Linked DNA regions of Rattus norvegicus: region 1 is linked to region 2. Evidence: chromatin contacts called from public Hi-C data. All regions are on one chromosome and are shown on one strand. Each heading gives the region's core, a stretch centred on a gene start, on an enhancer-like site or on the middle of the called end of the contact. The rest is flanking DNA. Distances are from core to core; before and after follow the strand shown. Region 1 holds the start of C18h18orf21 (similar to human chromosome 18 open reading frame 21). Region 2 has its middle 29 kb from the start of Mir187.

Region 1 (2,700 bases), core at 90-2,589, 77 kb after region 2:
CAAAAAGGAATGAAAAAAAAAAGCCATTTCATCAAGATGAAGTGATATTGCTTTTATGCTCGGGGCTCATCATGAGGATTAATGAGCTAGCGATCTAAATTATGTTAAGAAAAGCGCCTGGGCGGGGTGTGGCAGCGCACAGCTTCAGTCCCAGCATTGGGGAGGTAGAGACAGGAGAATCCCTGAGTTCAAGGCTAACCTGTTTGTAGTTACAGGTCAGCCAGGGATATACAGACACACAGAGAGACTCTGTCTTGAGGAAAAGAGAAAGAGAGAGAGAGAGAGAGAGAGAGAGAGAGAGAGAGAGAGAGAGAGAGAGAGAGAGAGATTGATTGATTCCTGGGTATAATGCTCAAATCATTTCCTATTTTATTTCAACAAGTAAAAGCCAGGGTCTGTGGTAAATAACTTGCTGTTCATCTTGAAAAAAATATCAGATGCTCTACTTTACAAAAATAATCACAAAGAATGTGTGTGTGTGCCTGGCATGGTGAATTTGTCTTTAATACCAGCATTCAGGAAGTTGAGGCAGGCAGATCTCCGTGAGTTGGAGGCCAGCCTGGTCTATATGGCCAGTTCCAGGACAGCCATAGTTATGTAGACAGACTGCCTCAAAGAATTAAATTTGTAACGTGCATTCGTTTAAAAATGTATGTGAAATAAATTACACCGGGGTTGGAGAGATGGCTCGGTTACTAATGACACTTGGTGGCTTGGAATTTAAGAGCACTGATTGAGCCTGGTGATAACACACACCTTTAATCCCAGAACTCCAGAGACAGACGAATCTCTCCGAGCTCAGGGCAGCCTGAAACTTGCTACACAGAGAACACAAAACACTGTCTCGGAAAACAAAAACAAAACAAAGAAACAAACACCCGTTGAGTGTTCTTGCAGAGGATCCCAACACCCACATGGCAGCTCACAACTATTTGTAATTCCAGTTCCAAGGGAACTGCACGCACTGCATCCAAGTGAGTCACACATGCATAAGCAGGCAAAACACTCATCCACATCAAACCAAACTAGAAAGTAAAACATCTGGATGATAGTTAATTGATTAACCTTGATTACCCGGAAAATCTTGACCTGATGGTTAGAAGAGGAAGGAAGTCAGTGTTGCCGGTGGAGCCCTGGGCTCCGGAGCCTGTCACCATTCCGGGTACAAGAACTTAGCTCTAGATGTTGTGGCGGGGGTGGGGACAGGGACGGGAATAAGACGACAAGACCCAGGTCATAAGCCAGAGATGATCTCGAACTCCAGACACAATACGGAGGAGACCGGAACTCCTGTGTCGCGAATGCGTGTTTCCGGAGGGAATTTGAGGGCAGAGGCCTAGGATGGTTACACTGAGAAAGCCGACTTCCGGCGTGGCGTTCAATCGCAGCGTTTGGGCGACTGTGCTCTGGAGCAATGCGGCAGAAGTATTATATTGAAGCGGCTGCTCGGGGTCTGGTGGGAAGCTGCCCTGGCCAGGCCCGCTACCTCCTGTAAGAGGGGCGGAAGATGGGCGGGCGGGCTGGCGGCCGCGGTGCTGCGGCCTCACGCCCTTTTCTCTTTTGCAGGTGGGCCTACAGTTCGACACACGGTAGGAGAACGCCGCCTGCGGAGGCTTCGGCCCTTGTCACCCCAGTGGTCCAAAAGAGAAGGGTGATCGATTTGACTCATTGAAAAAAAAAATGTCCTAAACTTCTCAGTTGCACGAAAACCCTAAATTCTTTAATATGTCTTAATCCTTAGCATTAGACACATTAACCAGTCTTTGTTTTTAAAAGTGTTCTGGTGCTTTGCCTGTTTGTTTGTCTGGGCACCAGGTGCGTGCCTGATGCCGCGGAAACCAGAAGAGGGGGACGAATCCCCTGGAACCGCACTTAAAGCCGTGGGTGCTTGGAATTAATCCTGAGTCTCTGCAAAGAGCAACAAATACTCCTTACCCCTAAGCCATCTCCCCTGCCCCTCGGTCAGCTTTTATTTTAAAATTTATTCTACGAAGTGCATAAATGTTGCCCTCATGTCTGCATCACTTGGGAGCCTGGTGACCAGAAGAGGGTGATGGAATCCCCTAGTTGTACAGACAACTGTGAGATGCTCAAACAGGGTCCTGGATATTGAACCTGGGTCCTCTGGAAGAGCAGCCAGCAATAACTGCTGAGTCATCTCTAGCCCACACGTATTTTTGTGTTTGTGTGCCCAAGCTAGTGGGTCTGGAGAGAATGTCTGGAGGGCAGAGAACAACTTTTGGGAATCGTTTGGGAAGTATTCTGGCTTCCTGTGGATGGAACTCAGGTTATCTAGCCTAGTAGAAGTGCCTTGACCCCCTGAACCAACTCAACAGCTCCACATTGGTCAGGGTTTCAGTAGTCCCTCCTGTTTCCAGGCATCTAGCTTTTACTCCTCAGTGTACTTGGTTGGTTTTCCTAATCTTCCAAGATCCAAACGTCGTGCTGTTCCAGAACTCGGTTCATAGATGACATTTTTTTCATTCAGCCTTGGGGCTGGACACAATATACGGAGACCTTCCTGTCCTCACCTCTCCTTTTTTAACAACTAGGTCTCACCTTAGTAAACAATGATCTTGTCTTTACCTTGGAGCTATTTCTTGATACCTTAACAACAACTCTCCTCCTTGGTTCACCTTGTACCAGCAAATCACAGTGGCTTTAAAATACCTCCCAAACGGACTCACTTTTTTATATCCA
Region 2 (2,700 bases), core at 180-2,679:
TTTCTTTTAAAAAAATTTTTTTTATCTATATGAGTACACTGCTGCTGTCTTCAGACACACCAGAAGAGGGCATCAGATTCTATTACAGATAGTCGTGACCCACCATGTGATTGTTGGGAATTGAACTCAGGACCTCTGCAAGAGCCGTTAGTGCTCTTAACCGCTGAGCCATCTCTCCAGCCCATAGGTATGGCTTTCTTACCCAGGGGATGCAAATCAGTTCTGTAGCTAATTCAAAAGCTCTTCCCTGCATTCCACTACAAGGATAAATACTGCTTCCTTTCAAACCGTTCCGTTGCCTGAGCAATGGACTTGAGCAAGGTTTTCTACTAGTTTATGCAAATACTCACATAAAACTCCCACAACGGTGACTGGGAATGACTGAGCATCTCCCAGAAGAAGAGTTAAAACTCTGTCAACCTGAGCAGGTTGGGAAGGGATTTTCTTGAACCCCGCAGGTACAGATCTCAGTGGAAGGTGTAGGAATAATTGATTTGCATAACTCTCACTTGCTTGGTTTGGATTCAAACTTACTGATTCAAATATGCAGAAAAACCCGAGGCAGGGACTGAGTAGGTGTGAAAGACAGCCTAATGGCTCCGATCCGCATCAATTAGCATTTTAAAAAGTGTCAAGCTGCTGGAAGACCTTTTTTTAATTATTGCTGATCAGAGAGATTCTAGAGGGAGCAAGGAGCTCTCTGTGGGTGCAAATCCAGAGTCCCGTTCAGGAGAAAAATGTCCAAGAAAGAGGGGTATGTGTGTGTGTGTGTGTGTGTGTGTGTGTGTGTGTGTGTGTGTGTGTGTGTTGACTGTGAAGCTTCAGCCATTTGCAGGAAAACAGCCCTGACATCAGGTGACTTCAGAATCAGAATCACCAAAGCTCAATTCTCTCTGGAACATCTTAAATTTTCCATTCGAGGTAGAGCCTTGGCCTCAGGATACCTGCATTTTGTATGTGTGGGTAAGGCAGAGACAGTATCCAACACTGGGGTGGGGATACTGGTTCTGTTCTTCTGCTTGTCCCTTTGGTGTGTCTTTTGGCAGCCATGGAACCATGTCCACTAACTCGTTGTTAAATCACCCCACTCTACTGGAGACATGTCTCTTTAAGCAGCTGAAGTAGTAAGTGGGCAGGAGGCTGGTTACGGTGTGGAAATAAACAGAGGATTTAAGCAAAAAGAGGCAGAGACTAGGGCTCCAGCAAGGGTGCCAGGCTCAGCCACTAGCCCCTGGGTTGGCAGAGTCTCAGGCAGGGTGGGGGTGGGAAGCTTTGCAGAGGAAGAGCAATGGCTTCAGATGGGCTCTGGCTGGAGGCTGTTGGCAGTGAGAAAGCTGGAAGCAGGCAGATGAGAGGAGGGGACATGTTAAATGACTGGAGGCAGGTTGTGTTTCCCAGGGGAGGAGGGGCCCAGGTGGGGAAGCTTCTGTCACTGCCAAGTACTGACCCTTCACATCTGATTGCTGCAGAGGGTGGGGTTTGGCTGCCAGGACTGGTTGCTATGGATATAGTGGGTCAGAATTGAGTTGTTCTGTGCGGTATGTAGTCATTGTCCACTCGTGTACTCAGCCTCTCACCAGGGTTCCATTTGGTACAAGATCAGGCAGAGGAAACAACATATTTTTGGAGGGTGTGCTGCAATCTGGAGCACAAATGGTAACTGATTTAGAAATGCCTCCTGTTCCAACCAAATGGCACTTGGGGGAGCCCCAGTCTTTGACCACAATGCTGCCGGAGAGTGAAGCTGTCGCTAGATAGACTCTCCCTTGTCCCCACACCTCCACAGCCCTCTCCTGGACTCCATGATCCTCAGGCCTCTGGAGGGTCCAGATGGAGACCTGGTCGTCAACTAGCACATTGGATTTGATTCCTATGCCTAGAGACAGGAAAGGACAAGATGTCTGAATGATGGTCCAGGTATCAGGACCGGCAACCATGGGGTCTCCGGGTCTGGTCTGCTGACCTGGTAAAAAGGCCCCGGGTCCTAGGTGCACACACAGGAAACTGCACAAACACCCAGGCACAGAATGCATGATCCCTGGAAAACTGAGACACGAGGGTATCCTGCTGTCACCACAGATTCCCAAGTTGGAATAAGGACTCTCTGGAGCCCAGACTGCTCAGGGTAGCACCACGGTGTGAGCACAAGGTTCTCTGCCGGTGAAGAGCAGCACATCAGAGCCTGTAATAGAAGACACGTTTGCTAGAAAAAAGCAAAATACATTTTGCTTGTCGGGTGGCTATAGGCCAGTTGTAGTGTTTCTTCCCAGGTACAGAGCAGGACAATCTGGGTAGAGAACCTCTCGTAATGAAGGACTTGTTAGCTTGATTTAGACAAGGATAGGTTAGATGAGCTCTTTCCTGAAGGAGAAAAGGAGAAAAGAAAGGTTTATTCATTTTATATGTATGAGTGTTTTGCCTGCATGTATGTATGCGGTGCCCACAGAGGTCAGAAGAAAACATTGCATCCCCTAGAACTGGAGGTATGGATGGTTGTGAGCCACATTATATGCGCTAGAAAGAGAACCCCAGTCTTCTGAAAGAACAGGTGCTCTTAATTCCTGAGTCATTTCTCCAGTCCCAGATGATCCTCTGTGGTCAAGTTCCTAGCGCTCCTATCCCGTGCCTTTGTGTCTCTGTTTTGTGACAGACTTTTCCTGGGGATACACACACACACACACACACACACACACACACACA

The links. Hi-C and Micro-C count contacts between places; a contact is called where the count stands out from the background.
Region 1: a Hi-C map of prefrontal cortex shows a contact between it and region 2, with 4 times the contacts expected there. The contact joins the promoter of C18h18orf21 here to the enhancer-like site in region 2. A contact is called at or near these places in 2 of 12 Hi-C or Micro-C datasets (frontal cortex and prefrontal cortex).

The regions. Positions count from the first base shown.
Region 1 is chr18:16,052,761-16,055,460 of GRCr8, forward strand. It overlaps C18h18orf21 (similar to human chromosome 18 open reading frame 21), which reads left to right and starts at 1,340. Exons shown (of 5, transcript NM_001024905.1): 1 at 1,340-1,491; 2 at 1,567-1,589. The coding sequence starts at 1,415.
Region 2 is chr18:15,975,537-15,978,236 of GRCr8, forward strand. No RefSeq gene overlaps it. Among named protein-coding and RNA genes, the nearest start is that of Mir187, 29 kb to the right of the region's middle. Within about 2 kb of position 1,430, at least 22 of the 93 cell types and tissues checked have an H3K27ac peak or open chromatin away from gene starts, as enhancers often do. A contact at or near this core is called in prefrontal cortex, where this site is marked.